3 separate regions of the Danio rerio genome follow, and regions 1 and 3 are each linked to region 2. Evidence: chromatin contacts called from public Micro-C data. All regions are on one chromosome and are shown on one strand. Each heading gives the region's core, a stretch centred on a gene start, on an enhancer-like site or on the middle of the called end of the contact. The rest is flanking DNA. Distances are from core to core; before and after follow the strand shown.

Evidence for each region. A called contact is a pair of places that touch in the nucleus more often than the background predicts.
Region 1: a Micro-C map of caudal fin shows a contact between it and region 2, with 4 times the contacts expected there. The contact joins the enhancer-like site here to the promoter of arfip2a in region 2. A contact is called at or near these places in 2 of 18 Hi-C or Micro-C datasets (caudal fin and an unstated tissue) and 2 of 4 datasets of contacts at active chromatin or transcription factors (caudal fin and embryo).
Region 3: a Micro-C map of caudal fin shows a contact between it and region 2, with 6 times the contacts expected there. The contact joins the promoter of dchs1a here to the promoter of arfip2a in region 2. A contact is called at or near these places in 2 of 18 Hi-C or Micro-C datasets (caudal fin and an unstated tissue) and 2 of 4 datasets of contacts at active chromatin or transcription factors (caudal fin and embryo).

Annotation. Positions count from the first base shown.
Region 1 is chr15:34,626,754-34,629,453 of GRCz12tu, forward strand. All of the region lies in intron 2 of dchs1a (dachsous cadherin-related 1a), which reads left to right. Among named protein-coding and RNA genes, the nearest start is that of dchs1a, 20 kb to the left of the region's middle. Within about 2 kb of position 1,363, at least 3 of the 62 cell types and tissues checked have an H3K27ac peak or open chromatin away from gene starts, as enhancers often do.
Region 2 is chr15:34,859,240-34,861,939 of GRCz12tu, forward strand. It overlaps arfip2a (ADP-ribosylation factor interacting protein 2a), which reads left to right and starts at 1,282. Exons shown (of 10, transcript NM_001005935.1): 1 at 1,282-1,441. It overlaps LOC141377874 (a long non-coding RNA gene), which reads right to left and starts at 1,265. Exons shown (of 3, transcript XR_012390971.1): 1 at 1,033-1,265.
Region 3 is chr15:34,606,320-34,609,019 of GRCz12tu, forward strand. It overlaps dchs1a (dachsous cadherin-related 1a), which reads left to right and starts at 1,383. Exons shown (of 21, transcript XM_002664651.7): 1 at 1,383-1,687. LOC141377881 (a long non-coding RNA gene) reads left to right here. Exons shown (of 3, transcript XR_012390979.1): 3 at 1-24.

The sequences.
Region 1 (2,700 bases), core at 113-2,612, 230 kb before region 2:
GGACTACTTCAGTTGGGAGTTACTCATTCTCTTCAGACTGTGGGGGATTGTTTTTTACTAGCTGTTTCTACTTGCACCTCATGATGGCTTTCGTTGTAGAGTGGAAAGTAAATCTGATAAGTTTTAGTTTCAAGGCAAAAGACTTTCCCCGGTGAAACATACATTAAGTGACTGTGTTTTCAATCCCGTCCAGTTCCTTTTTAACAATTCCACTTATGACCTTTTGGCTGTTTATATATATTTTTTTTAAGAAAGATATTATATATTTATATTTAAGAAAGATAAAGAGGTGATTATGTTGCCAAATAATAAGATGTTGGGAGTCTATTATAGCCTATTCTTACTGCGTTTTTGATTCTCTACAATGAACCAAATCATTTGATTTGCAGCTGGAACAATAATTATTGTAAAAAGTGGTATATTCAAGCTTTAGATTCAAAAACAGTGTTACTATTTGACTAAACAAGTAGCATGGACTCTGACAAGTATTTTTTAAAGAATCTGCTTTGTTCCTGGTATTTACAACTCATTCTAGATTTACAGCGTTACTTATAATGTGAAAATGGCATCAGAAACAGTGTAAGGGGTCAGCTGAGGTTTGCACTTGGCCTAGAATTCTTAGTCCTTGTTGTCTGCTGACTATAAAAGGCACAAACCTTTTTTTTTTGTTGTCTGGGATTTATCAATGTCTGTACAGGGACTTCAAAGTGTTTTTCTAATAAGTTTCTCCACAGGCAAATTTCAAAGCTCGTAGTACATTTCCTAGTAAATCAAAACGTGTAATTTCACATGGTCACATATCAATGAAGGCACATTAATGCTTTCTCTGTGGTGGATTTGTGCTGGCGGGGGTTGAGACACACTCCAGCGAGCTGACAGAGGGCCCAGCAGACGGGAACTTGGCCCTGGGGTTTCTCCGGAGAGAGGGATGATCGTGCCTGGGAGAGATTTTCGGGACTGGCTGACTCCTTTCTGCTGCAGAGCAGGAATAGGAGCTGCGTAGGGTCAAGTGGGAGGTCTGGGAGTAAAATTAGAAGTTTATAGTGGTATTACTTAGGTTTGGAGTTAGGGATCGGATCAGCAGCACTCGGGTCTACTAATCAAGTGCAAATCAAATCTGATTGACTGGCTCCTGTCTTGCTGTCAGTTTTTATTTGCATTCAATACGTGCTAATGTTTCGCAGACAGTTGCCAAGAGACTTGAGTTTTCAACACGAGAACAATATAAGAAGTTACTAAGTCTATCCTTACAACCATCAAAGTGAACTTGCCAAGGACGAGGTCCAAACCAACTGTCTCTCAGGCTGTGGCACGAACGACTGCTGTAGATGGGAGCTGGCATGCCACTCAAGAGCAGTTGGGAGTTTGATGATGCACAGACTGCAGAAATCACTGCCAAATCCACATCCAAGCATCACAGCACGGCACTTGATGAGTTGCTTTTTTCCCTTCATCAGAGATCCCTGTGCGGAGAGTTCCCACCGCCTCCCTTTTTTCTGAATCAAAGCTTCTGTCCAAATGCCATTACAATGGGGCTATTGTGATCATTCATTTAACATCTGAACTGGGCTTGATTTAGTTTTTTCCAGTGTATCCCTCGCAGCGGAGTATGATTAGTTTAATGTGTACTGGCACTGCCGGTTTACTACATTTTAGGTTTTGTCACTTTGCTTGTGCGTCACTGCTGCTGGGCTGAAGAATAATTAACTGGGTTTTATTTCTCTGTTGGTGGAATTTCCACCGTTTGTTGTGTGAAAAGTCTAGCAACTATATCCAGTTTTGTTTTAACCGCAAAGATAACTCGCAAAAGACTTGTGGCATTGGGATCAAGTCTTAAATTATCAGACATGTTGCAAAATGCTTCTAAAGACCACAACTGTGCTTTTAGTTAATATTTATAAATTGAGTTGGACATCGGTTTTGGGTATGGTAGAATTTTTGTAGCTCATATTTTGAATCTGGTTTTTATTTCCATTTTTGATTTGTTATAGTTTATAGTTTTTGACTTAGTTTAGTTTACTATAGTGTCAGTATGTTTAGTTTTTGTTAGTTTTAGGACTGCGCAAATTTACATACACAAGTTTCTCAGCGCAGTGAGTCTAATTTTGTATCTTGTGGCATTTTCGTGTTTTATGGAAGTTCAAGATTTCAATTTTTAAAAGAAATTAAAATGATCACTTTTATGTTATATTTTAGATTTGGATATTTTTTAGGGATGGGCGATACAGCAAAAACAATTATCACTGTATCATGTTTCATATCATTCATTATCGATAATTATTGAATATTTTTTAACAATACATTTAGGAATATTAGTTTATTTTAACCACTTTATTTTATTTTACCAACATTTCTAAGGCAAATAGTTTTAATAATTAAAAACAAAAATATTTAAACAAATATATATATATATATATATATATATATATATATATATATATATATATATATATATATATATATATAATCATCTCCTTATGATAAAATACATAGAAGTGCTAAAGAGACTCTAAACTTGATCAATAAAATGTTACAAAGTGCAATGGTAAAATGTAAACGCTGAACAATCAAAGCAAACTTTAAGAACGTCAATAATAATGATACAGTAAACCTCACACTTTGCACTTTGTAAATAAAACCAATTATGCTAATCAAATCTGAGCTTTCAAGTAAAGGAACTAACCATCATTGTTCAAAAAC
Region 2 (2,700 bases), core at 32-2,531:
CAGGGATTTAAAGAAAAATATTAGATGTAACCCCATTTGTAATTTTTAACATTTTCAAAAGTAACTAATTTAATTACATATTTTTCTTAGTAACTGTAACTAATTACTGTTACTTTTATTTTGTAATTAAATTACGTAACGGCGTTACATGTAACTAGTTACTCCCCAACACTGCACTTAACAAGCGGATAGTCAATGGAATAATTGATCCAGCCGGGACTAAAATCAGCGACGTTTCTGCTGTGAGGCTACAGTGCTAACCACTGAGCCATCGTGTACCGTTTTGTTATATATGTACATATATCATTCATTCATTAATTTTCTTTTCGGCTTAGTCCCTTTATTAATCCAGAGTCGCCACAGCGGAATGAACCGTCAACTTATCCAGCATGTTTTTACGCAGCAAATGCTCTTCCAACCACAACACTTTCCTGGGAAACACCCACACACACACACTCATTCACACTCATACACTACGGACAATTTAGCCTACCAAATTAACCTGTACTGCATGCCTTACTGAAACCAGAGTACCCAGAGGAAACCCACGCAAACGCAGCGAGAACATGCTAACTCGACACAGAAATGCCAACTTACCCAGCCGAGGCTCGAAACAGCGACCATCTTGCTGTGAGGTGACAGCACTACCCACTGCGCCACTGCATCACCCAAAATGACTTAACCAGAACTATTTTATTTATATTTGGTCAGTCTTATTTATAGTTAACTAATTTTTTATTTATTGTGTTGTATAAATGATGTTATTATTGTTACATCATTTAAATATCCATTTAGTTTACAAATCAGATATGAAAGTTGGAAAAGCTTTATACTTTGTGTGGACGAAGCTAAAGATTTTTTATTGGTGTGAATTTTCTGCACTGCATCATTAGTAATGCAGATGTTCTGCATATATTTCACTATTAAAGTGTTTTAAAATGTAATATATCAATGAATCAGGAAAGTTGGAACAAGCCACATTTATATCCAAAATGAGTTAACCAGAACTAGAAATGTTGAAGTGATGCTTACATTTCTGGAGTGATGCTGACATCTCCTGGTTACACAGAGTATAGCAGTAGCATCCTGTATATCTTTCTCTATCTTCCTTTTTATTGAAAGCTGCTCATCACTATTAACCTCACACGCATAAAAAATAATATTTGATTAGTATATTATGTAAAAATAAACGCCCGTGTTGCTGTTTACTTCAGTGTAATAACGCTCCAGCAACCCTGAAGAATGTCACGTCGTCACTTCCGTTTGCAGAGAACGGACGGAGAGGATTTGCGTTACCGAGCGACCAAGAGGATTGACAGAGGAGCCAGTGGAGATTATTCGCTCTCCAGACACCCGTTGAATACACACACACATCGTGTTTTGATCATGGAATAATCTTCAATGCGGTCCGATTTGGTTCAGCGGTTGAGACGGCATTCAGGTAAATAAATCGGCGGCAGATGGTGATCGTGTAGGTCAAGCATCCTCTCTTCTCACAGTGTGACACGTAGCATCGCAGCGGTAATGACAATCGGAGGACGCTTGACCTGCTCGGGCTCAATCCCGTCATGGCGTCTATTCACACCGTAGCTTTAAGTGTAATCCATCCCTTCCCCATACATGGGTGCAATTTTGGCCGATGCCTATGCAGTCTGTTGGAGTAGTTTTGTAAGGGCCCGAGATTGCTGCTGCTAATACACTGGCATATACTGCAACGTTAGAGATTAATGCATGCAATGTAATGTTGAGTTAACGTTATATTAAGACGTCCTTTGTAAATCTATCATCTATTATTAATTTACCTGTCTTACTTTGCAGATAGCTATATATTACAACACATACTTAAATGTTTTAAAAACCGTTTGTCTTTCCTCAATCGGTCTGTCTATTTATCCAACGTTACATTTGAATCTATCTGTCTTTGTGTATCTGTCTAGCATGTCTGTCATTCAGCTTAACTCTATCTGTCTATCTATATCTGTCTCTCATTGTTAACCTGTCTGCCTACATTAAATGTGTACATTTGTCTGTCTAGATAGGATGTCTGTCATTCAGTCAAAATCTGTCTGTTTAAATTTTCTGTCTGTCTGTTTGTATCTGTATCTGTCTCTCTTTGTTAACCTATCTATCTATCTGTCTGTCTGTCTGTCTGTCTGTCTGTCTGTCTGTCTGTCTGTCTGTCTGTCTGTCTGTCTATCTATCTGTCTGTTTGTCTCTCTACATTTTAACTGATGTGTTGTTGCATCTATTCGTGCTAGCATGTATTTCGTTCAGTCTCTGTTTGTCTGTCTGTCTGTCTGTCTGTCTGTCTGTCTATCTATTTTGATTGCCTCTGTCTGTCTATCTGTATCTGTCTCTCTGTTAACCTATCCATCTGTCTGTCTAGTTAAACTATCTATCTATCTATCTATCTATCTATCTATCTGTCTGTCTGTCTGTCTGTCTGTCTGTCTGTCTGTCTGTCTGTCTGTCTGTCTGTCTATCTATCTGTCTGTTTGTCTCTCTACATTTTAATTGATGTGTTGTTGCATCTATTCGTGCTAGCATGTATTTCGTTCAGTCTCTGTTTGTTTGTCTGTCTGTCTGTCTGTCTGTCTGTCTGTCTGTCTATCTATCTATTTTGATTGCCTCTGTTTGTCTATCTGTATCTGTCTCTCTGTTAACCTATCCATGTCTGTCTAGTTAAACTATCTATCTATC
Region 3 (2,700 bases), core at 133-2,632, 250 kb before region 2:
TGATATTAAAAGAGTTCAGATGGATGGATGAATGGATAGATGGATTTTTTGATTTATGATAGATAGATAGATAGATAGATAGATAGATAGATAGATAGATAGATAAATAGATAGATAGATAGATAGATAGATAGATAGATAGATAGATAGATAGATAGATAGATAGATAGATAGATAGATAGATAGATAGATAGATAGATAGATAGATAGATAGATAGATAGATAGATAGATGGATGGATGGATGGATGGATGGATGGATGGATGGATGGATGGATGGATGGATGGATGGATGGATGGATGCAGATTAATAGATAAATAGAAAATGTATGGATGGTTAGAATGGTACGGATAGATAGATAGATAGATAGATAGATAGATAGATAGATAGATAGATAGATAGATAGATAGATAGATAGATAGATAGATAGATAGATAGATAGATAGATAGATAGATAGATAGATAGATAGATAGATAGATAGATAGATAGATAGATAGATAGATAGATAGATAGATAGATAGATAGATGGATGCAGATTAATAGATAAATAGAAAATGTATGGATGGTCAGAATGGTACGGATAGATAGATAGATAGATAGATAGATAGATAGATAGATAGATAGATAGATAGATAGATAGATAGATAGATAGATAGATAGATAGATAGATAGATAGATAGATAGATAGATAGATGGATGGATGGATGGATGGATGGATGGATGGATGGATGGATGGATGGATGGATGGATGGATGCTGTATACATGATGGATTCATAAAATGGTACAAATTAATTGATATACAAGTAATGGATGGATGGAATTGTGCCGAAGAATGAATGGATTGATAAACAGATAATGAATATGGATTAATAGCTGATGCATTGATAGAACAGTTTGGATGAACAGATTAAATGATAAACATCAGTTTGGATGAAAACATTAAATGATAAAAATGGATGGATGGATGGATGGATGGATGGATGGATGGATGGATGGATGGATGGATGGATGGATGGATGGATGGATGGATGGATAGATAGATAGATAGATAGATAGATAGATAGATAGATAGATAGATAGATAGATAGATAGATAGATAGATAGATAGATAGATAGATAGATAGATAGATAGATAGATAGATAGATAGATAGATAGAATATTTGAAGAAAATATTAATTCAGTTCCTTTCAATGAAGGCTGGTGGCACCAAAGTCTGATTAAATCACGTCACTGAGTGTTTCGGCACGCTGTCGCCGCCGTTCGGTGAGTTCACGCTAATGCCACGCTCCTGCATCCGCCTCATGAATATTCATGTAGGAGTGGGAAGGCTGGTATCAGGTTTCACTGAGGTTGAGCGCGTGTGCTGGAAGTGTGGATTCTAGAGTTGATGCTGTTGTCGATGCTGACGGACTGATTTCATCCCGTCTGCTGCGCTCAGTTCTGGAGCACCGAGCCCTTCTTAATTGATGCAGTGTATTTTGAGCTTGACAACAAACGGAAAGAGACAGAAAACTGGAAATACATTAGTGGAAGTTGTTGTGGCACACGATAACAAGTTTAACTTGTAAGAAGATGGATATAATCTAACACGGATACTTCTGAAACGACTTTTCTGTGTTTTCCCCTGACATTACGCTTGCACAACTGACTGGATCTCCATCACTGAAAAGCACGAACAGATGAGTGTAAGTGTTTTATTTACTCTGCCTTTTATTAACCGACTTCATACATCAAGAAGTCAAGCGATAAACTTCAATTCCATCAGTTAACTCGCGCATATGGCAGGCCGGATTAACATTTATTCCTTAAATACTGCTTAATGAGCCACTGGTGACATTTAGCTGTCTACATATTGATTTATGGTTGTACTATTTAATTATTCAATTATTTTATTTACTGTAACGAAAAGCAATTTTACAACTTTAAAAAACATTTTTTAAAGTTCGGTAGAGGAATTTAGACAATATCTGTAACCAAAGAACAAGATTTTATAGCTAGTTACTGTTAAAACTGAAATAGGAATCACCTACAGCATAAACATGATACAAAAATGCACACTAATTATACAAAATAAAAGTTGTGTCTTCTTTCATAGACAGTTCTTAAGACCGCTTTTACTCCAGGTTTATGAACATGTCTAAATTGCAACAAGAAGCAGGGTATTTAGCACCAGATTTTACCTGGTTTGCTAAATCCCGCTCTGAAGTAAGGTAAGCAAGCACCAATTTTGTTAGACAGATACTCACATGATTTGGACTTAAATATAAACAGTTGTGAATATAAAACAGTTGAGTATGATGGTTAAAATATCAAATATTATTTGTAGAAGAGTTTCTTCTTTATCTTTGTAATCCACAAAGTCAATGCAACAACATTAGTTACTTCATAGCTGTAAGCAGAATATATGTTGATTTCCAAAATTTGAGCCTTTGTAAACACTGCAAAATATAAGAACGTTAACCCAGAGTTTAGGATTGTTCTGTGTGCGATGTCACTGTGTATACACTGGGTTTTTTGCAGGTTTAGATCATCCCATGATTAATAAATTCAAGTGTAAAAAGCCTGTAGGATTACTTAGTACTCATAAAAGTACTAGTAACATAAAAATACACACTAGTTACTTTAAAACAATTTATGTTAACTTAGCTAAGTTGCCATAGTTGCTTGCAGTATAGATAGATACAGACAGACGGATGGA